2 separate regions of the Zea mays genome follow, and region 1 is linked to region 2. A link is a contact called in public Hi-C data. All regions are on one chromosome and are shown on one strand. The core of a region is the stretch at or near the end of the contact, and the rest is flanking DNA. Distances in the headings are between cores, read along the strand shown. Region 1 holds the start of LOC103637710. Region 2 has its middle 58 kb from the start of LOC103637709.

The links. Hi-C and Micro-C count contacts between places; a contact is called where the count stands out from the background.
Region 1: a contact with region 2 is called in a Hi-C map of leaf, with 5 times the contacts expected there. The contact joins the promoter of LOC103637710 here to the enhancer-like site in region 2. A contact is called at or near these places in 3 of 25 Hi-C or Micro-C datasets (ear, leaf and tassel).

Annotation. Positions count from the first base shown.
Region 1 is chr1:101,798,939-101,803,302 of Zm-B73-REFERENCE-NAM-5.0, forward strand. LOC103637710 reads left to right here and starts at 2,300. Exons shown (of 11, transcript XM_008660420.2): 1 at 2,300-2,636; 2 at 3,047-3,118; 3 at 4,142-4,364. The coding sequence starts at 2,562.
Region 2 is chr1:101,650,736-101,655,807 of Zm-B73-REFERENCE-NAM-5.0, forward strand. No RefSeq gene overlaps it. Among protein-coding and RNA genes, the nearest start is that of LOC103637709, 58 kb to the right of the region's middle. Within about 2 kb of position 3,311, at least 4 of the 20 cell types and tissues checked have an H3K27ac peak or open chromatin away from gene starts, as enhancers often do. A contact at or near this core is called in leaf, where this site is marked.

The DNA.
Region 1 (4,364 bases), core at 1,050-3,549, 150 kb after region 2:
ACAGTAGAGACATGTAGACAACTTTAATATGAATCTAACACGACTTGAACGGAGTGAATCGGATTCAAGACACAAAAGATATCGTATTTTTAAAATTAGGCTACTTCTCTGTGTAGTTTTCAAATATTCCAGGGCTATTTCACAATATTACCATTTCATAGCTACCTCCATCTCCTTCCTCTCACCATGGCAAGGGAAGGAGGAGGTGGAGGGCTGGCCACGCGTAGGGGGCGCTCGACCATGACCGTGCGAGGGGGGGAGCGCCGGGGGAGAGAGAAGGGCTGCGCATATAGGAAAAAAATGAAGAAACATCTATGGGCAAGAATGAGAAAGCTCACCGGAGAAGATGACCCTCGCTGGAGCCGAGAAGAAATCCGTCGATTGACGGTGAACCGAAGGTCGGATCGATGAATCGAAAGCAACGGGATGAAGCTCTTGACAAGACGAACGCAGCGGTACTCTCAGATTCACCAACGACGCACAGATTGAAAGTACTTGCTCGCCGGAGTTGGAACCGCCCCGAACTTCGGCGAGCAATTCCGGGAATTATGGATCGAAACTGGGGAAATAGTTTTGAGATTTGGAAAGGGTTTGACGAGAGGGTTCCACCCATATATATTCCTAGGGTTTGGAGATATTTTATTTTTTCATAATAATCCCATTTTTAAAATTTAAATAATTCCAAAAAAGGCTGAAATCGTTTTTAATGTCCGAAAAATACCTCGAAGGCTCCAAAAATTCTAGGAAAATTCCTAGGCATGATTTGGCACCCAATAAACTCAAAAAAATATTTAGGACTTTTGAAATTTTTTTAAGTACCTCAAATAAATAGATTTTGGTTCTCAGAAAATAGAAAAATATTCAGAAAAATATGAAAATTTACTGGAAACTTCTACAAGATATATTAACATGTTTCAAACACTTCTTGCACTTAGAAACACTATGCAACAACATGAATGCAACAACCAAAGCACTTCTAGGGCTCACGCCAACATAGAACAAAGTAACTCTCTATTATTTTAGTAAAGGGAAAGAAAAGCGAAGAAAGGAAAGAGTAACACCTGAATTTTGAGTATAGAGCAAAGAAATTTTTATACCCTAAAATTGAGGATGTTACAGAGGACCGCACTAGAAGGGGGTCGTCACCCTCTAAGCCGCCATGGACGAAGGCCTCTCGGCAAGTGAAGGCAAGATCCTAGTAGAGGCGTCTTCGACGGTCACCACAAGGTGAAGAGTACAACCAAGCGCGAAGACCTTAGGCCACCTCTACGAGGCTCAAGCTTCACCCAGCAATGGTGGCCCACTTGTAAGCCCCCAAGAGGGGTAGAGTATTAGGTGTGGTTGGGTCGATGAGTTTTATTATACTGTAATGACCCCGTTGTATGGAATATTTCGAGGATGTACCAGGTAAAGGTAACCCGAGCATAATTGCACTTAAGTCTACCTGCCCCAATGCCCTATCAACACCCCCGTTCTATAGATGAATGGGACACAACAAGACGCTACAGTTTCCTACCTAATATTTTGTCGTGCACCTAAGTCCTATTATGTCTCTAAGTGCTTTGTCTACCGCCTGTCAGCAGGTCCAACACCCCTTCCACCAAATACATTAAGATCTCATTAAACAAATCATTATCTTTTTTTGGTTCGTCGCTATCTTTTTCTGTTTCGTTCAGATGAACATCGCCTCCATCTGTTAGTTTTTTTCCTTAATTTTCAAGACGAACAACAACTCATCGGTGGTGCAGACTATCAATGCCACCACGTACGACCTCTAGCAGAACAACACCATAGAGGTGGCTCTCACACCAACTACTTCGCCAAGGCTAACGGAGATGTGCAAAGTCAGCAGGCAGCAGGGATGCAATTCCAAATTAAGGTCAAGCATGGCCACTGTCTGCGGTCGCGCCAGCACCAGCACCAGCACCAAAGGGTTTATTTTGCAAAACAGTTAAACTATATTGTCAAATGATATTTGGTAATGGTTTGGCTCCTTCGTAAAAGATGCTTACTATAGAAGACAAATCTAGAACTAGATTGGGAGCCACAAAACCGGAGGAGGCTGGGGATTGTAGCCCCTCTAACCTACTTTGGTTCTGTGGTTTCCAAACTAGCACCTAGAATTATTTCTGAAAAAGATAAAGCCGTGCCAAAAGTCGACCTCAGTGAGTTCAACTATATTTATCCGATTGTTTTTAGAATTAGAAGTTAACTTTGAATTAACCTGAATGGTAAAATAAACTAACGGACAGTGTTAGTTTTCTAAAATTAAATATTTGGTCCAATTTTCCCAATTTCTAAGCGCTATACCACCAGTACTGGTCTGTCTCGTCTCCTCGCCTTCCTCTCTTCCTCCTGTGCTCCTCCGCGGCGCTGCTGCTTACTCGCCACGCCAGAGCTGAGCGAACCCCACCCAATCTAATCCCCCACGTCTTAGTTTCCTTCTCCTAGCCGCACCCTGTCTCTCGCCGTAGGATGGAAGAAGAGCCGAGTCTGCTCGCTGCCCACGCTGGGAGTTAGGGCCGGAGGCCTGGCCGATCGGCGGGGGCGGAGGGAGGGTAATGAGGGCTCCGCAGGAGCGTAGCATGAGGGATCTCTACGATCGCACGCGGCACAAAGATATGGCAGCTCCAGAGGTGCGTTGTGTGGCATCCACCACGGTGCTGTAGCGTACGCGTTATTGTTGGGGACTTGGGGTGGTTGTTAGTTTCCTCAATAGGATGAGACGAGAAGATGCGTCTGTTTTTTTGATTGTACTCGATGTGCTAGGAGCTCGTAGATTTGAAGTTTTGCAAACGGCACATGGTTGTGCGGGGTTATGATTCAGGTTTCCTCACTCGTCTTTTGTAAGATGACAGTCGAATCGAATTTGATCGAATATGTACGTCAGTTTTAGTTTGATTTAGGTTTCCCTATTGAACATATCAATTCCTCTGAATCGAATTTCAGTCTCCAATCCAGAAGATTTCATGTGTTTTTAATGTGATTTTACAGCCGATGCTGCAGTTTGGTTTGGTGATTGATGTGTACTGTTTCTGCTGTGTAGGAATCAGTGGAAGGGTGCGGTGGAGGATGCGCGGAGGGATGGGAGCAACGGGCACTGGCCTCTAAGATGGAGGTGAGCATTGGAGGCATGTGTATTTCCTTGCATATGCATCGAAATATTTTGGTCCTTGAATTTCATTAGATTAGAATACTTGCTGCTCTTTGATCATCTGATGCTCAGAAGCAAGTTCCTTATAGATTGTTCCTCTTCGCTTGTTTATATGCCTCCAGTTTTGTTGTGGTGGAGTGTGATTCCGATCCCATAATGCTGTAGAAAAAGAATATGTTACCATGATTTCTGCATGTCCTGTTTTTTTATGAGCCATTGTCACTTCGGAAATGGAAGCTGCTTTTATGGTCATTTCATTACATGTTTATTTTTTATGATATTATGACACATTGATGTTTTTCAAGTAAACCTAATTTGTTTTAAATTGTTCACGAGACTATTCGTGTTGTCATGTGGTAGTTTTTTGGCGGAGCAGTCCACCATTATCTGAATTTGACTCATTATTGTTTATCTTGATATATCTTATGTATGTTTGGTATAGCTTTTATGATAATCTGGATTTGTGAGAATCTGAATATTGTTGGGCTTACGTGCAGAGGAAGATGAAGGGGTCTATAGGGTTTAGGATCTAGGAAGTGACAGATTCCTCCCATCACGACGACTCGGCGGATTCTGTGTTCACGTTGATTTGAACGATTTTCACCAAAGCGATTCTCATAGAAGCGGACTGAGAAGCGAAGCCTTTGGTTGCTAGGAGCCGATTGTGACGGCTAGAATCCGATTTTAAGCTGAAACAAACACCCCCATAGTTTTAGGACAACACAACAATTAAAAGGAAGTACTATTGTGGTCAAACCCTAGAACCGTTTATTGTAACATTTGTGTTTTGTTGGTTTAAGTGATGAGCTATCATCTATGCAGTTAAACCGTGCTTTCTTCCTGTTGTATCCATATCTTGAGTTCTTGACATACATGTAATGTTAGCTAAGAGTGCTACTTGTGCGGTTGTGCCTTTCATTCTTTATGCTTATTTTTGTTGTGCATGAGTAGCAATTTTAAGACTGATATATTGTTTTATATTTCTAGGACAAGACTGTGGTAAGGAAAAGATTGATATCAAGCAACAACACTCGTGTCAAGGCAGAGTCTGGCACCTGTAATGTCTGTTATGCTCCCTGCTCCTCTTGTTTACACCCACGTAGTCGATTTGAGGATTCAAATGTTGAATGTGCATCCTCTCAGACATGCTCCACAAGGTCGGAAGTAAAGAACAATTTACTTGTTCATAGGGAGAAAGGGCTCTGTAGTA
Region 2 (5,072 bases), core at 2,061-4,560:
GATGCGAAAGTTGGCGTGATCCCTTAATGTGACAGGGAGCGTGGTCCGCCCAAAGGGGTAGGCCTGATGGCCTGAGATGATGCCATGGAACGACGCCGAGCTTGGGCGCAACGCTGAGCGCGCAATGCCCAAACCATCGAAGGTCTCGACGTACATGATGTTGAGACCACTCCCCCCATCCATCAGCATCTTGGTGAGGCGTTTTGACCCCACGATCGACTCGATGATGAGGGAGTATGTCCCGGGATGTGGGATCACGTCAGGGTGGTCGTGCGGTCGAAGACTATCGGGAATTCCGACCAACGTAGGTACCGCAGGACCGTGGGCTCCGCGAAAAATACCTCTCGTCGTGCCACCTTGCGGCGGCGTCGGTCTCCGTGTGCCTTCCCTCTCCAAACATCATGAGGCACCCCGTGGTGCCGGGGAAATCTTCAATTGGGACTTCCTGTTCTGCCGGCTCTTCCTCGCGGTTTAGAGATGAAGCACTTTAGGAGTTCCCACTCCTGAAGCTTGTGGCGAATGGGAAAGCCATGATTGTGGCACGACAAGTTCATCAACATCTGGAAGTGGTCGTTGTTATTCTTTGCTGATGACTTGTGTGGTCGATCCGCGGCAGCGACTTCTCCTTCCTCGGTGCGTGTGGGGTGGTAATTTCTTTGGCGTTTGTTGGGGTGCTCCCGCTGGTCCCTTCTCTCGTCGCTGGGCTCATCGCTGGGCTTGCTGGTGTCGCGCGGGTTTTTTCCCTTTGGGAAAATAGCCCCCACCGCGTCATCCCCGTCAGTGAACTTGGTCGCAATGCCGAAGAGGTCGGTGACTGTCTTTGGTCGCCCCTGTCCAAGATCGTGGACCAGGGGCGTAGGTGAAGGCACACACTACATCAGCATCGGTGGCGTTCAAGAGTTCGTTTCGTTTCTGTGAGAATCTTCGGATATAATCCCGGAGACTTTCTCCGCTCTTCTGTGCGCACCTCTTGAGGTCCCAAGAGCTTCTGGGGCGCTTGTAGATGCCCTGAAAGTTCCCGACGAATGCTCTTTGGAGGTCGGCCCAATCTGTAATTGTGTTATCCCATGCTGTAACAATCTAGAATTGGAATGTTAAGTGTGTCTCTTTCCAAGTGAAAACTGTAATTGTGTTGTGCTGAGATAGTGAAATATGTTAGTTGATTCTGAGCTTACCCTCTTATATAATTACAAGAGAATTATAGTGCACTATTTTTTTAATATGTGCTAGTATTGCATGACAGTGCAAAAATGTTGCATAGTTCTAGAAGCTAGCTTTCTTGTTAGGTAAACATGGCAGGTGTACTGCCTTTCATATATTTGTCAGGACAAACCATAAATAAAACTTGAAAAGCCAGAAGTAACAACATTTGAACAAAACATACCCATATTGCTGCTTTAGGGTTGAACAACAATGCATCCACATGCTAGATTTATGTCATTACCTAGCACAACTTTTCACTGCCATTTGTGATGGATATTGGGCCTGAATGTTTTTGAGAATAGGTTTCAGCTATGGACTTATGGTACAAACTACCCTTTTATGAGCTTGTTGGTGCTATTAGTTCTACTCATTTGGAATATGGAGAATCTTTCTTGTTTTATTGGAAATTCGGGATAGTTTCAAGTGCCAAAATCTACATTTACATTTTGACTTCGTGCAGGTTTTTGCAATGCCAGAAACAGCTCTAGGTCTCTTTCCAAATATAGGGGCCTCATATTTTCGTTCACGGCTTCCTGGATTCTATGGTCGTCTTATATCTCTTATTTTTCTATATATTCAGTTGAATTACATGTTGCCATGTCATTTCCATCTATACAATATCGTTGGATATTATTCACAATATCGAAATATTATGCATCCTCAAATTTTCTTTTGAAGTTTTCAAAATACCATGTATTTTATTGTTTTTTAGCAATAGTGCTTCATGTGCCAATGATCTATTGTTTTTTAGCTATAGTGCTTCATGCACAATAGTGATTGTGGAAATATACTCATGTAGATTGTGGAGATAGAATCATGTAAAGAAATGAAGAGTGACCAAATGTAGGTCCAATTATGACTTATATTAGTTGTAATGGATGAGGGCAGCGCCTTTTACTGTTCACTAAACTGTTTCCATGTTTTTTTTTGTCCAGGAGAGTATGTTGCTCTTGCTAGTGCCAGTCTGCCAGATTGGATGGTGGGGAAATGCTTGCATGTGGTCTGACAACTCATTTTGTCCAGTCAAATGTAGGCTCACTTATATAGCTTTTTCTTATAAGTGCATTGCAAAACAATCTTTTCTATACATTCTTGGAACAAAACCAAACAATAAAGTTGTCACCTTTTGCTTTCAGTTACGATGTTTTCTGTCACATCTTTGGTTATTATTGTTTGGAACATGCTGCAAAATCCTGACCATATTTTGATTTGCATGCTTTTGTCCTATATTGTTCGGGCCGTGTATGTGGTAGTCTAATAACTCCTAGTAAATACTCTGTTCCTCAGAGTCTGCTATTACTTGAAGAATCGCTTAAAAAGGTGGACACTTCAAATTATTTTGCACTGTGTGGTATCATCGATCAATATGCTCAACAACCATCACTGAAAGAAAGCAGCCCTTTGAATAGGTAAGAGTGTTTATGATTGGATGACTGAAACGTGCTTTGGCATAATTTTGCTAATTCATTCTCTGGCACTCCCCAGGTTGGAAATCATCAACAAATGCTTTTCCAAAAGGACATTTGAAGAAATTATATCCGCTCTTGTGAGTTTGTTACACCTAAGGTCTTGTTCAGTTCACCGTTAATCCATGTGGATTGGATAGTATTAAGTCGGTTTAAATAAATAGTAAGCCAAAATTCATTCTAATTCATTTCAATACACTTCAATTCACGTGGAAATGAATAACCAAACAAGGCCTAACTGCAGCATTTTTTTGGTTGACATGTTCTATCCTGCAAAATTAATATCTATCATGCTAGGAACAAGAGGCCACAAATCCGGCTGATGAATGGGTTGCTACATCAATCCAGTCCTTGAAAAAGGCTTCTCCTACCAGTTTGTGAGTTTGTTCTCTTAACTCGGATTTCAGATAAGAGAAGGCAGGACACAAACTGTTGGGGACTTGTAGCGGGAATACAGAATGGTTTGTCATGTCATGCGTGGTGGCTTCAGCAGAGACTTCTTTGAGGTAAATAGTTCCAGGTTCCTGCTGGCAAAGACAGGTTGACAAGTCATACCGCGAACCAAATAGCTAATCTCTATCCGGTACAGGGCCGTCACTCTATCGGTTGCTAGCACTAGTAGCATCGTAAAGGAGAGGTAGCAAGTACTCCTGCGTAGCAATTCCAAGTCGTGATGGCGTATCAACTAATACATGGTTTATATATAAAAAATAGTCAAGGACACGAGCTAACCAAAAGTCTCTCTTGCTTTCTGCTTGGCGTGTAGTCACAACTGAGCTTTTCTCTTTCACGTCGTCATCTCCCTGCTATTTAGTTTTCTTTTCCGGACTGTGTTTGCTCTTTTTTTTTTATACTTGATGTTGTCTTCCATGGAATTGAACTTGACCACACATCGCCACTTAGATATTTCAACTTGAGCAAGGTAAGCTTCCGATGTTTATGTTTTTTTTTTCCTGAGACCTCTAGACATGTTTTGAAGAAGATAGGGTATTACATATTTACATATCAAGATTTCTTCGGGAAAAATGACAGTCACATAAACAAACACAGACTAGTTCGATGGCCTCTATTATGTCAACCCAAAGAATAAGGGGGTTTATGCATTATCAATCTAGGTTTACAAAATAAGTTTATCTCGGTGGCTTCTTAAATTAAGCAATGAACATGATAATTTGCAGAACTTACTGAGGAATAAATTTATTAAAGATAATACTCTGTCGTGTAAGAGAAACATCCAAGAGTTTGGGAACTTCCGAGTTAAATGATTATCAATAGATGAGGTTCTATAAAGATACCTGATTATGGAACCAACTAATATTATGGGCACCTTTTACATCCATTTCACTAATAATGCAACTGTACTACGTACCAATATAACGTATTTATAAAACTAATAATATAATAGTATCACATATTAATATGTAAGTAGTGGATTAGTGAAATCGAACTAAACAATAATATTAATCACATACACTAATTAAACAAATAACAATTACAAACTCTTATTTTCGGTGGCCAGGTCAAAGCCGCCAAAAATAAGAGCTTATTTTCGGCGGATGTGTCTGAAGCCGCCGAAAATAAGCTTATTTTTGGCGGCTGTGTCAGATGCCACCGAAAATAGGCTTATTTTCGGCGACCGGAGTCAACCGCCGAAAATAGGAGTTTATTTTCGGCGGCTTCGACCTAGCTGCCAAAAATTACGGTGGTCGCCGAAAATGAGTAGCAGTGCTGTTGTGACTCGCTTTCTCCAACGCAGCTTGTTCTACTTCTACTTGCTTTAGTGTTTATACCTTGGAAGTATTAGTACTACATTGTTGAATTATTTTTCTTTACAAACAAAGATATAACCTTATGAATACTAGAAAATGACGTTGCTAATTACAGAGCAAAGGGACCTACACATACCTAAAATATAGAACCCCACAGTTCTAAAGCCTTGTGATCTATATTCTCCATTTCATACAGAATTACTTACTAATTCCTTGGTTATTTTCAATAGGATGGGAGAGTGTCGAATGCTTCTTCAGATGCTATTTTTTGGTCCGTCAAATATGCTAGACCCAAATGCAAGTTTTGCTCAAATGTGGCAAAAATGATTGTCTCACCAATTGTCATCACGCCTACTTCCAGGAAAGTTTTAGAGAAGGTAAGTTCTTTTGATAGATGCAAAATCTAACATAATTCTATCATTTTTTACACGTCTATATGACCTTTGTGATATGTCACAATATGAGGTGTGTGTCTAACTACTAATTATTGTCATCTCCTATTTGTTTTACATGAAAAGATGGAATGTAACTCAAATTTTGGTGGCCACACAAGTGTGGAGACTTAAATTCATATATAGTTAGGCTCAACATTAGTGCAAACAGTTGATAACCAAGTTTTTCAATTAGTATTTTA